Linked DNA regions of Mus musculus: regions 1, 2 and 4 are each linked to region 3. A link is a contact called in public Hi-C, HiChIP or PLAC-seq and promoter capture Hi-C data. All regions are on one chromosome and are shown on one strand. The core of a region is the stretch at or near the end of the contact, and the rest is flanking DNA. Distances in the headings are between cores, read along the strand shown. Region 1 holds the start of Agap3 (ArfGAP with GTPase domain, ankyrin repeat and PH domain 3). Region 2 holds the start of Cdk5 (cyclin-dependent kinase 5). Region 3 holds the start of Prkag2os1 (protein kinase, AMP-activated, gamma 2 non-catalytic subunit, opposite strand 1). Region 4 holds the start of Atg9b (autophagy related 9B).

Region 1 (2,917 bases), core at 74-2,573, 450 kb after region 3:
GCTTGCTAGAAGGTCAACACTGCCACTGGGGTGCCTGTTGCTACTGCCAGCCAGCCTCCACTACACCAAAGGTTGTGGGGCTTCTTGCCAGCAGTGTGCCCCCCAATTAACGTGCCTTTCAGTTGCCAGGGTTCAGGCCCATGTGCCCACAGAAAGGAACATTAGTAGGAGCAGTGCATGGCCTGAGGTTTACAGTCCCCCTACATCCAGGCCCGACCTCCCTGGAGGTCAGTCAGCATCCTGACATCCACATGGATGCCTGGGGGTTAGAAGGGACTGGCAAGCGCAGAGGGTTCATCCAGAGTCTCCCACGCGGCCACAGCTCCCCAGTCCTGCACCCAGGCCAGGCCCGCGCCCGCCCGACCGCAGAAGCGTGGGGGTGGGTGTGCGTCGGGAGAGGGCGCCGCGGGGAGCGCCACCCTCCAAAGCCTGCAGGAGAGGCCCAGGAAGGCTGCCATCCACTAACCCAAAGCTCTCTCTGATCCTCCACCCCTACAGCCCGGCTGGGCCAGGGCAGCTGCTAAGATTACTCTCAGGCATTAGCCCCACCTTCACGACCCACCAAGGTCTTCCGTCGCACCCAGCGAGCCTGACCGTGCCTAGCCAGATGTGGCCCCAGGCCCTCCCGGTCTTTGGCGACTCAGCGCATCAGTCCTTGGAGCGACAACCATCTTCACATCCCAGGTCACGGAGGAAAAAAAACAAAAAACAAAAAACGTGTCCACTGACACTGGACCGAGCCCACCGCCCCTAAAAAAAAGTGTTCCTGTATGAGACATGGAAAAACCTGGACTAGGGTTCTGCAGTGGGGGTTAGCAAACCGTGAACCTCAGCTCCATAAGACCCCTGAGCGCCAGAAAGGGGCAGGGCCGAGGCCGTGAAGGACCCTCGCCCCCCACCCGCCACCGGCCAGCGCTGCAAAGGCCACCGCGTCTCAGCTCCCGCAGGCCCCCGGCTCCGCTCACCCTCGATGGAGATGACGTGCTCCCGGATCTGGTTCTGCAGCGCCAAATCCTCGATTCGCTCGATCAGGTCGTAGATGGCGTAGATGTTGGGGTGTACCGACTCGAAGCGTTGGATCTCGGCTCGGATAGCGGCCGAGTTGGAGAGCGCGAACTGCTGGGGGGGGCCGCCAGCCAGCTGCTGCGAGGGGCCGCCACCCCCGGCTCCGGGCCCCGCGCCGCCGAACTGCCCGCCGCCCCCCGCGCCGCCGCCGCCGCCGCCGCCGGTCCCCGGAGCCGCCAGGCTCTGCTGCTGCTGAGGACTCTGGCCCCCGCCTGCCTGGAAGTTCATGGCTCCGGAGGCGCGGGCCCCGAAGCGGGCCCAGCCAGGGCCTGGGGCGGCGCGGCGGCGGCGGCGGCGGCAGCGACCAGGCGCGCGGGGCTGGCGGAACCCTAACTACTAAGCGCGCGGCGCCGGTCTAGCGCATGAGGCCCGGAGCCGAGGCCAGAAGGCGCGGCCGCGCACGCTGGGGCCGCCGCCCGGCGTTTACCCGCGCTGAGATCCCGCCGCCTCGGAGCTGCCTCCAGCGGCAACAACAACGGGACCGGGAGCGCGCGGCCCGGGCCCTCCCCCCGCGTCATGCGCACGCACCGCCGCCCCCGCCGGCTCCGGCACACGCAGCCTAGCCCCCTCCCAGCCGCCCCCGCCCCTCCAGCGTCGCCCTGCGCCCCCGCCCCTCCTCTCTCGCAAGCGCCTTAGCCTCCACCCCCAAGAACCGCGTGCTGGCCGCGACGCGCGGCCCCACCCACCCGCGTAGGCCCTTCCGCCCGCTAACCCGCCCCAAAGCTAGACAGAAGCCTCGAGGGCCTCCCGCCTGGGGACACGATCACGCTGTCCCCACGTCCGGCCAGCTGTCATTGCTACCTCTCTACGTCGCTCTAGGCCCGTGTGGAATCCTTGGGCTACTCAGAACTGTTCTCTGTGCCTGAGGGTGCTGATAAGTGGGACTGATTGGCGGAGAAGCTCGCCCAGGGGCGCCACCCTCTTTCTTTTAGTGCTGCAGCAGCTCCTCTGTCTCCAGGCCTCGAGGTCAGCCCTAGGGATCTTGCCAGGGTTCTCTTCCCTGGCTCTCTGCCCCCGACCCCGGCCCCCGGGCCCCCAGTCTCCACTGTCGACTGCACCTGAGAGACTGGGACGGGCTCCCCGTTCCTATGTCCAGTTCTCTCTGAGAGTTTCACTCAAGAGACCCTGCAAGCTTGAAACAACAGCGTCCCAATTCTTATCTCCCAGTGACAGCCCTCTCCCAAAAGACCCTCCCTGCCATACTGAAAAGGGCCCATTGGTTCATTACAGAAACTCAGCAGAACCCACATGGGTCTCATAATTTTTCTTGACAGACCTTGTCTTTTCTTGATAGACCCTGTCTATCCTATGCCTTCCTAGGGCCAGAGATCACCCTTCAGTGTCCCAGTTCTTCTGTATTCCCATTATCAAAGTTGTCTTCAGCTGTGTTAACCCACATCCCCAACACAGATCCTCAAACCTGGAGGTGGCATGTGCAAGGGAATGACCCTGTGGAATAAATCTGCTAGAGGATGCCAGGTATCATGATGTACACGTTAGCCCAGCACAGGGGCCATACAGTAGGAGGATTAGTTCAAGGACAGCCTGAGCTTAATAGGGAGTTCAAAGCCAACCTGGGCTATATATGACCTTTTTTTAAAAAACAAACAAACAAAAAACCCAAAACCAGCTGAATCTGAGTACATGACTAAAGTCCTGGCGTTAGGAAGGCAGAATCTAGATCACCAACTCTGTCTCAAAAATGAAAAGCAACACTAGGCAGTGGTGAGGTGCACACCTTTAATCCCAGCAGAGGCAGGGGCAGCAGATCCATGAGTTGAAGACCTGCTAGGGCTACACAGAAAAACCCTGTCACAAGAAAAAAAAAAGTCTTATTATGTCTGAAATAATT
Region 2 (2,713 bases), core at 40-2,539, 480 kb after region 3:
GTGGGGTTGGGTGGCCAAGACCCTGAACTGATGGAAAACAAGACAACTTGTTGAAGATTCCTCCCTTTCGCTAGAACTACCTCCGGGCTAAATGGAAACCTATTCATAGCTGACACCTCTATTTGAAAGACCCTTGCGTGTCATCATGTTTTCTCAACTAAGTTATCAATTATTTCAGATAAAGAATACACTTTATGCGTCTTCAGTCTGCCACGTGGGTAAATCACAATATTGTTTATGCAAAAGCACTCAGATTTAAGTGAGTTAATTGACAAACGGTTAGCGCCTACTCTGGTTCCGCGCTGAGGAATGCTGTTTGGGGCCATTTTCGCCCGGTTCACAGCCCTCAAGAATGCAATCATGAGACAATTAGAGAGTAGTGCAAGAAAATCTATAATCAACTCCTTTATAGGATGAGGTAAAGGCTGCTTGCTCCAAGTGTAGCAACTGTCTGTGGTCTTGTCTGTTGAGGGAAGTAACTGACCTGCCAGTCTTCGTGGGCCACACCCTGGCTGACTCCAGTGGGCCTGCTCTGAAGACTGGGATCTGGGGGACACCCAGGCTCCAGTCAGCTGGCCTCGGCATGTCAAAGTGGAGCCGCTGGAGTCCGGTGGGTTTCGAGACGATAAAATGGGCCCAGCAGAAAGAGGGGACTCTGGCGTGTGTCCTTCCACTCAAATCCAGACTCTAACGGGGCACACCTGTCTCGCTGCCCAGCCCTGTGGTCAGCTGGTCCCTGTGAGGTCATCAGCAGTAAGACATCGCTCAGAATCATTCCCCAATCAGTCCTGGGGTCACCAGGTGGCCTAGGAGAGGTGAAAACTAGTGCTGAAGCTGTCAGGAGGTCGCTGGTGACTCAAAACACCCAACCAGGTCAGAGCCGGGCCAACAGCGCTCGGGATCTAGGCCGTCAAACGCAAACTTCAAGCAGAGAGCACCCCACCCCCACCCTCACTGTATTCTGGAACGCGTAGTCCCGGAGAGGCCCTTTTCTGGAAGGCTGTGAGCACAGAAAAGGAATAATAACAAGAGCGGGGCACACTGGGAGCCTCCGCGCCTTGGCGGAGACGCCCGACACGCGATGCTTCCTGGGAGTTGAAGTTTAAGGTTTGCCTCCGCGATGGAAACGAGTCCCTGGAGTTGATCGCTGCAGAGAGCCCGAGCGCAGCCTGTTGGACTTTGTAGTCCGCGTGTCCTCCGCCACAGGCATTCTTGGGAACTATGGCTTCCCCGGGACTACAAGTCCCAGATGCCAGTGCGTGGTGAGCAGGTGGGCGGGGCTGGAGCTGTGAGTACCACCTCCTCTGCAACGCCAGGGCCGGGAGTCTTAGAACCGAGGGCCCGCAGGGGTCCCCGCGGCCGCTGCAATGCAGAAATACGAGAAACTGGAGAAGATTGGGGAAGGTAATGGAACCACGAGATGTTCCTGCAAGGTCTTTTTCTGAAGACCCTACTTGCAGTCCCAGCTCCCTTACCGTCAGCTATACCGGCAGGCTCCGACCTCAGCACTAGCCAAAAGCCCTGGCCGCTGAGTCCCTCACCCAGTGCAGAAACGAACCCTGTGTTAGCATCTGCGGCAAACTCTTGCTCTTAGCCTTAGCAATCTCTGTGGACCAGCCTTCCTAACCGCGGCACTTCCTGCATTTCTCGTCCCTAGCCCCAGCATCACTTGCAAACCTCACCTGGGATTCCTGCTTCAATTCATTGCAGAACCTCCAACCTTAACATTTTTGCAGGCCTTCGTTCCTCCCCTAGGTGACTCCTCGATACCCCCCGACCCTACCCCCGACCCGGGAGTTTATGGCAGATTCTCCCTGCAGCTGAAGCCTTGAGTTATTTTAGGCACCTTCTCCTTGGCATCCTCACTCACAAAACTACTCCACATCTGGCCTTTGCCCTGAGAACTTACCCTTACACACTAAGATATTGAGAAGGATCCTCTCCCTCACCCCCAACCTTCCTCTAGGCACCTATGGAACTGTGTTCAAGGCTAAAAACCGGGAAACTCATGAGATTGTGGCTCTGAAGCGTGTCAGGCTGGATGATGACGATGAGGTAGGCCTAGGGCCTGGGAGGGAGGGGGGGTCTAAAGTCTGTCTTGGGTTTCGTGTAACTATTACCCCCTTGCATGTTGTAGGGTGTGCCAAGTTCAGCCCTCCGGGAGATCTGTCTACTCAAAGAACTGAAGCACAAAAACATTGTCAGGTAGGATAGAACCTCCTTATTAGACTGGGCTGGTATTGGGATGTTAGAGGCCAACTTGGAGATGTGGCTAAGCCTTTCATTTTCCCTAGGCTTCATGATGTCCTGCATAGTGACAAGAAGCTGACACTGGTTTTTGAGTTCTGTGATCAGGTGAAAGAGGGGCTTGGGGGGGGGCGGGGCATATTTATCATGGGAGGGTATAGGAGTCCAGACTAAGGTTGAACTCGGTCCTCTTCTCCTCACTGCAACCTCTATTTAGGACCTGAAGAAATATTTCGACAGCTGCAATGGTGACCTGGACCCTGAGATTGTGAAGGTGAGAGGAAAGATGTCTAGGGATTTGTGGCACCTGGGTATGCCTATATAAATATCAGCACTCTTTGACTGCCAGGTTGGGGCGCTGGGGTACCAGGGGAACCCTGTTTCTGCCTACCAAGGACTACTTGCCTTGGTGAACGTTATTTATGTGATTGCCTTTGATTTGCACAGACAGTATCTGATTTCAATG
Region 3 (3,102 bases), core at 243-2,742:
CCAGTATGATAGAGGTATTTTCTCAATTTAGGTTCCCTCTTCCCAGGTAACTCCAGCTGGTGTCAGGTAGCCAAAAAAAAAAAAAAAAAAAAAAAAACAAAAAACAAAACAAAAAACTAGACAGCAAAAAATGCAGATCTAAACTCAATCCCCAGCACCCACATATAAAAATCTGGTAATATATAATCATGGTAATATAGGTTTGTAATCCCTGCACACTGGGGAAGCGTAGACAGGCAGATCTCTGGAGCTTACTGGCCAACCAGACGAGATGAATTGCCAAGATTCACTGTAAGAGCCTATCTCAAAAACTAAGGTGGAGAGCAATGGAAAAAGACATCCAGTAGCCACCTCTGGCCCTTACCCATACATGCACCCAAACATGCATGCTTACATGAATGTGCGCGCGCGCACACACACACACAGAGCGTGTGAGAGAGAAATCGCGAGCACCAGAGCGAGCAGGGACCACTCTGGGAAAGTAAAACATCTCGGAGCTCAGGCCCTGGCGTGTGAAGACTTGGCTGCCTTTCCTTGGGTAATCAATCCACAGAGCTCCTGAAGCTTTGTTTTAGTATTGCTATCACTATGGGTTGTATCTGCCAAACACAGGCCTGGCGCTTGGTAACCACTTGCTTGCTTTCCATTCCTCCTTGGAAGTCAGACTCCAGAGCATCCAATAACCAGTGTACCAAAAAAAAAAAAAAAAAAAAAAAAAAAAAAAAAAAAAAAGGGGGAAAGAAAACAAACAAAAAACTGTGCCCACTATTCTTACCTGGTGGGAGGGAATTGCCTAAAGGGAGTGAAGATGGGTTCTCTGTGGAGATGGCACACCTTGGGCACTGCAGCAGTCTGGCCCTCCGTGGCGTCACCATACATGAACAGGTGCACAGTTTCTATGTGGTATTAAATTTTCATGAGGATGGAGAATCCAGGGAGGCACTGAGAGCCTATGAAGCCTTTCCTTCTCCCTAGAATCTCGGGGCTTTTAAAAGTGAGCCTCTGCAGAGTCAGCCTGCCGGTTTGTTGGCTGTGACATGAGGGGTGCTGACCTCTGGTGGTAGACATGTCAAAGTGACAGGTTCAGAAGGTCTGTCTGTGCTCTCTGAACTCTGACCTTCTCTGGCTGAGTTTATAGGCCAGGGATAAATTGATTCTTGACCACAAGAATAATTAAGATTGTATGAAATATCTGTAGTAGAAAACTTCCTGCCTAGCTTACCCTGTATTTAACATATTGCCACATGTTTTAGTATATCCAAAGTCAGGTTCAAACATATCCTAACGGTGTCCTAGGCTTAAGAAGGTACAGGAGTTGTCCTGTGGACTGTGCTTTGGAAGGTGTCTGCACCCCAGAAGTTTCTGGAATGAAATTTTAGTCCCCGTGTAACGTGGAAAGGAGATGTATCGTCTCCCAGGTATTGATTGGTTCTTCCTAGGCATCCTGGAAAGGATGAAGCCAGCCTCCCCGCTGTCTGGCTTCTTCTCTGTCCATAGAGCCACACCCTCTTGTACCGGCTGCTGTGTGATGCTCCCCCCCCACCCCCCATTATGACACAGCCAGTAGGACACTCAGCACACATAAACGCTATGCTCCTTAGGTCTTCCCGCTACCAAAATCATGAGCCAAGTAAATAGCTGTGTATTTTGTCCAAGAAGCAAAATCAGGCTAAGACAGACAGGAAAAGGTCGTGTTACCTAAAAGGAAAAAAAAAAAAAAATACCTGACTGGTTTAAACAAACAGGAAAGTGCATAGAGTGGTTGGATAGCAAGAAGTGGAACATATCACCAGCCTTGGCAAGTGCATGGAACCAAGTAGAAAGTCATTAGGAACCAAGGTAACACCTCCCATCACTCTGCTAGGGACTCGTGAACTTCCCTCCAGAAGACTGTCTTTCTACTTTATAGGCACCCCACCAGGGTCCAGGCCCCATCACTATCCAAATGGAACTCCATCCCACTCGCCAGAGTCCTGGGCCTGTCTCTGACCTTTGTGGCTTCCAGCTTCACCTGTCAGGTGTAAACAGGAACGGTGTTGATTGTCCAGCAGCACTGGAAAAATTGGAAAAGCATTTTTAATGTTCTCTTCTCCTAGATCTTTTGATGACTACTAGCATATACTGTGGAACTATGCTGAGTCTCAGATAACCCTAAGGCACAAAGCATTACACACACACACCCTGGGTCATAGAAGAGCAAAGTCAGAAGAGAAGAGGTGAGCCTGGCAGTGGTGCCTTTAATCCCAGCACTTGGGAGGCAGAGGCAGGTGGATTTCTGAGTTCAAGGCCAACCTGGTCTACAGAGTGAGTTCCAGGACTGCCAAAGATACACAGAGAAACCCTGTCACGGGGGTGGGGGGAGGGGGGGAAGAGGTGAAGTGCCCTCTTTAAGATGGCATATAACATTCCAGAGACTCCCCTAGAGTCAAGCCCATGTTGGAGGCCAATGTGAGGTCATCTTCCTTTCAGAAGATTACCATGGTCTCCTCTTTATTCTTTACTCCAATTCTGCCCTGCATCCAAACTTGCCAAGGTTAGCACAAACTTATCTTCCCCAAATCCAGTGGCCAGCAGTCAACCCTCGTCCCCATCTTAACCTGGAGTCCACAGAGTTGCCCCGTGCCCTCTTCTCAACGCTCATCCTTAATCTCTAAGGCATGGCTGGAGAGGTGGCTTGGTCCCTGGTGGGTTCCCCACCATAGCTGGTTGTAGATACCCTCTGTGGTTCTTTCTCTTCCCTTTGCAGCCAGTGTAACATGGCGTGACTCACAGCTCCATGCAGTCATCCTTCCTAACTGAATGGAAGAAACCAAATGTTCCTGTGGCTCTATCTGAGGCCTACTTACCTTCACACTGGTCCTCACCTAAGAGAGTGCTCACTCCTGGCTCTGACCCGACGTATTCATACTGGCCAGCATTTGGTTTCCTTACCACGAAACTTTAGTGTCTAAGGATGTCCAGCACACCTCTCTGGCCAGGCCTCTGTCCTTCACAGGTCGCTAGCTATCAAGACCAGCCACGATCCCTATAGTCTTCTTGCCTTCCTGATCTCTTCTCCCCTTCCCCACCTCCCCATTTCTCTTTCTTTCTGTCCTACAAGGA
Region 4 (2,991 bases), core at 471-2,970, 510 kb after region 3:
TCACTGGCCTAAGGTTCCAGCTCAAAAGTGAATAGCTCTTGCAGCAGTTGGGCTAAGCTTATTCTTGCTATAATTGTCTCCCAAAGTACCCCCAAGACCTGCTACATAGCTCTGACTAGCCTGAGACTCTCTTTATAGCCCAGGCTTGTCTTGAACTCACCATCCTTCCTTCCCAGTGTTGGGATTAGAGGCTTGAGTCACTATGCCTTCTGTGTAATTATTATTTTTGTTTTAACTCCTCCACTGGGCTGTGGTTTCTTGGTGGGAGTGGCTCTGACTCATACCCGTTCCCCTCCACGCGAGAAAGGCACGCTATTGTCCACTGTCCACCAGGGGGTGCTGTTTCTAGCTCACATTTACTCTCTGGTAATCCATCTGGACATTTGAACATTGTTATGTTACTAGTATCATTGTCATTTATTGGTGGTGCTTCCGGGACTCAATTTTTCTTGAGCTGAGGGTCGCAAAGTCATGCTCTGGAATGAGCAGAGTGAAACTAGACAGAGCAATGAGCCAGAATTTGCTTGAGTTTGGGGCTGAGGAGATAAGGATGTGTGTAGAGGTAGTCTTAAGCAAGTATATACTATATGTGAGTAATGTCAGAGGGAGGTACCAGCTAAAGCCACACTTAACCTCTCTCTCTCTAGAGGTCTCAGAAAGATCATGGGAATTTCCTGCCACCGGGGTACCCCCCCACGCCCACTTCCTTGGGATTCCATTTTGCCACAAAGCATAGCTTTGCACCTTACCTAGACACAAAAGTATGGGAGTCATGAACTCTTGTTATATAAGAAAATCAGGCAGTCTGGGATAAACCTGTGGGATGTTCCATGGATGTCCTCCACGCTCCTCCAGGAAATGCTCTAGGAAGCACAGTTTTCCTCTCCGCCTCTGAGATACTGGCTTGATCGCTGGAGGCCCTGACACCTGCTCCATAAGTCAATATCTCAGGCATGGGCTTCAGTAGGGCAGTTGGTGACTCATGGCCTTGGGAATGGCGTTGGGCAAGCCATCAGACCAGCCACCTGGGCCTCCTCCTCCCGGGTGAGGCAACAACAAAGAACTCAACTGAGCCAGTCCATCCCCACACACCCAAATTATCCTCTCAAGGCCCCTGCCTTCCTGCGCTGACGTGTCTCAGGAGGCCCCGACACCAGGTCAGGACTGGAGGAGAGTACATCAGGGTTCAAGAGGATAAGGAAGATACAGTGGAACTCTCAAGGAACCAGCCTTTTTTCCTTAAGCTCCAATCTAGGATGGCTAGCACTCCTTCCTTTTACTCCTTGTTTTCTCCTGGCTAACCACAAAGTCTGCCCTCTTTCATTCAGAGAAAGAAAATATACAGCTTTTTTTTTTTTTTTTTTTTTTTAAGATAGGGTCAGATGTTGCCCAGAACAGCTTCAGTCTCCTGATCCCGCTACTCTGTCTCCTCCTAAGTGCTGGGAAATCTGAATGCACCTCCTGTTTGGGCATGTGGCCTTAAATCATTCTCTACTGACTGGTGCCCACAGGTGTGAAGGGATGGGAGTGCAATTGTAGGAACGAGAGCTTCACTATTTTGTCTGCACATGCTAGAGCCCTCTGATAGGATTTTGCTCTCTGTGCATATTATTTTTGTTGCAGCTGCCCTGTCTTTGCCACTTGTGCCCTTGAGGACTGAAAGCAGAGATCATAGGTGTCTCTTCTAATCCCAATAGCTCTTGAGCCCCTGCCTCCTAAACTGGTGTCCGTCCCAGGCATGGGGCTTGGGCCCCAGGTTGCCTTGCAAGGAGTGTGAGTGATCACACAGGTGGCTGAGGGTTGGCATGCCTGAGGCCTGCCCAGCCTGAGTCACCTAGTGCTGTTGTTGTCCTGCTCCTTGTTGAAGTCTCCGCTCAGCTTCACTGACCTCTGTGGAAACAACAGCAGTCCAGTCCCTTCAACCTCTCAAGAGAAGCTGCGGCCTGATGGTGAGACGAACGGGGTGGGGGGGGAGCAGGAGGCAACGGGGGCGGTGGGGAGACTTGGGGCCCAGCTCAGTGCCTCTGCTCCCTATGGCACTGCCACTGCCTGCTTCTCCATGCCGGGGAACTGGGGGAAGGAGGATCTCTGTCTTCTCTCTGTCCCCTGCCCCTCGCACAAGAAGCTGCTCCTCTTCAGTGTTCCCTCCGGCCTCAGGGTCTCCCTGCCTGGTGATTCAGGAGGCAGGGGCTTCTCAGACTCCACACAATGTCTTACCCACCCCGACCACACCCTCAACGCAGGCCCATCCCACAATGATACACACCTCTGCTTCCCCCTCGTGGGGGTCCCACTCCACCCCACCCCTGGCCTCGGCCACTCCCCCTCCCTCCTGCCCGCGCCCCCAGGACCATCCTGGGCTGCGGATGGGCCCTCTGATCCCTGAGCAGGACTATGAACGGCTAGAGGACTGTGACCCTGAGGGGTCTCAAGACTCCCCTATCCATGGGGAGGACCACCAACCCTTGCTTCATGTACCCGAAGGACTCCGCGGTGAGTGTGTGGGTATATGGAAGGTTGGGTGGGTTAGGGGGTCGAGGCAGGTTTGGGTTTGATAGAGAAATTAATCACAAATGGGACAATGCCAAGTCTTGACACTGTTTCTCTGTGCCCAGGTTCCTGGCATCACATCCAGAACCTGGACAGTTTTTTCACCAAGATATCCTTTGTGCCCAGCATGCAGAGGGGCATGGTGGGGGGACTGTGGAGCAGGGAAGAGTGGGGGAAGTTTCTACGGGAAGAGTCCGTAGGCTTAGGCAAATTTCTTGACAAACTTGCCACATCTACAGCTATCATCAGCGGAATGGCTTTGCCTGTATCCTGCTGGAGGATGTCTTCCAGCTGGGGTGAGAAGCCAGTCCTATCCCTAAGCTCTGCTCTTTCTTCTTGATTTTAGTATTTATTCTACTTTATTGATTTTTTGACCCAGGGTCTCATGTATCCTAGGCTAGACTTGAATTCCTGTCCCTCCTGCCTCCACTTCCTATGTGC

What was found. Hi-C and Micro-C count contacts between places; a contact is called where the count stands out from the background. HiChIP or PLAC-seq counts read pairs in DNA pulled down with a chosen protein or histone mark. Capture Hi-C pulls out chosen DNA fragments and counts their contacts.
Region 1: a promoter capture Hi-C map of liver shows a contact between it and region 3, with 2.9 times the contacts expected there. The contact joins the promoter of Agap3 here to the promoter of Prkag2os1 in region 3. A contact is called at or near these places in 2 of 39 promoter capture datasets (cranial neural crest and pre-B cells), 4 of 484 Hi-C or Micro-C datasets (CD8 T cells, centroblasts, embryonic stem cells and 1 more), 1 of 115 datasets of contacts at active chromatin or transcription factors (memory CD8 T cells) and 1 of 9 other capture datasets (liver).
Region 2: a contact with region 3 is called in a Hi-C map of memory CD8 T cells, with 6 times the contacts expected there. The contact joins the promoter of Cdk5 here to the promoter of Prkag2os1 in region 3. A contact is called at or near these places in 8 of 484 Hi-C or Micro-C datasets (CD4 T cells, CD8 T cells, double positive thymocytes and 3 more), 2 of 115 datasets of contacts at active chromatin or transcription factors (memory CD8 T cells and regulatory T cells) and 3 of 9 other capture datasets (adipose tissue, liver and pancreatic islet).
Region 4: a contact with region 3 is called in a FOXA1 HiChIP or PLAC-seq map of pancreatic cancer cells. The contact joins the promoter of Atg9b here to the promoter of Prkag2os1 in region 3. A contact is called at or near these places in 1 of 39 promoter capture datasets (liver), 2 of 484 Hi-C or Micro-C datasets (CD4 T cells and embryonic stem cells), 3 of 115 datasets of contacts at active chromatin or transcription factors (embryonic stem cells, memory CD8 T cells and pancreatic cancer cells) and 2 of 9 other capture datasets (adipose tissue and liver).

The regions. Positions count from the first base shown.
Region 1 is chr5:24,450,583-24,453,499 of GRCm38.p6, reverse strand. It overlaps Agap3 (ArfGAP with GTPase domain, ankyrin repeat and PH domain 3), which reads right to left and starts at 1,323. Exons shown (of 18, transcript NM_139153.2): 1 at 966-1,323. The coding sequence starts at 1,293.
Region 2 is chr5:24,422,140-24,424,852 of GRCm38.p6, reverse strand. Cdk5 (cyclin-dependent kinase 5) reads left to right here and starts at 1,289. Exons shown (of 12, transcript NM_007668.4): 1 at 1,289-1,404; 2 at 1,967-2,055; 3 at 2,138-2,205; 4 at 2,295-2,355; 5 at 2,465-2,521. The coding sequence starts at 1,368. It also overlaps a transcript of Slc4a2 not described here.
Region 3 is chr5:24,900,959-24,904,060 of GRCm38.p6, reverse strand. It overlaps Prkag2os1 (protein kinase, AMP-activated, gamma 2 non-catalytic subunit, opposite strand 1), which reads right to left and starts at 1,492. Exons shown (of 7, transcript NR_040684.1): 1 at 1,223-1,492; 2 at 776-896. The region is part of intron 5 of Prkag2 (protein kinase, AMP-activated, gamma 2 non-catalytic subunit); the gene reads left to right.
Region 4 is chr5:24,390,872-24,393,862 of GRCm38.p6, reverse strand. Atg9b (autophagy related 9B) reads left to right here and starts at 1,720. Exons shown (of 14, transcript NM_001002897.3): 1 at 1,720-2,493; 2 at 2,616-2,659; 3 at 2,782-2,846. The coding sequence starts at 1,947. It also overlaps a transcript of Abcb8 not described here.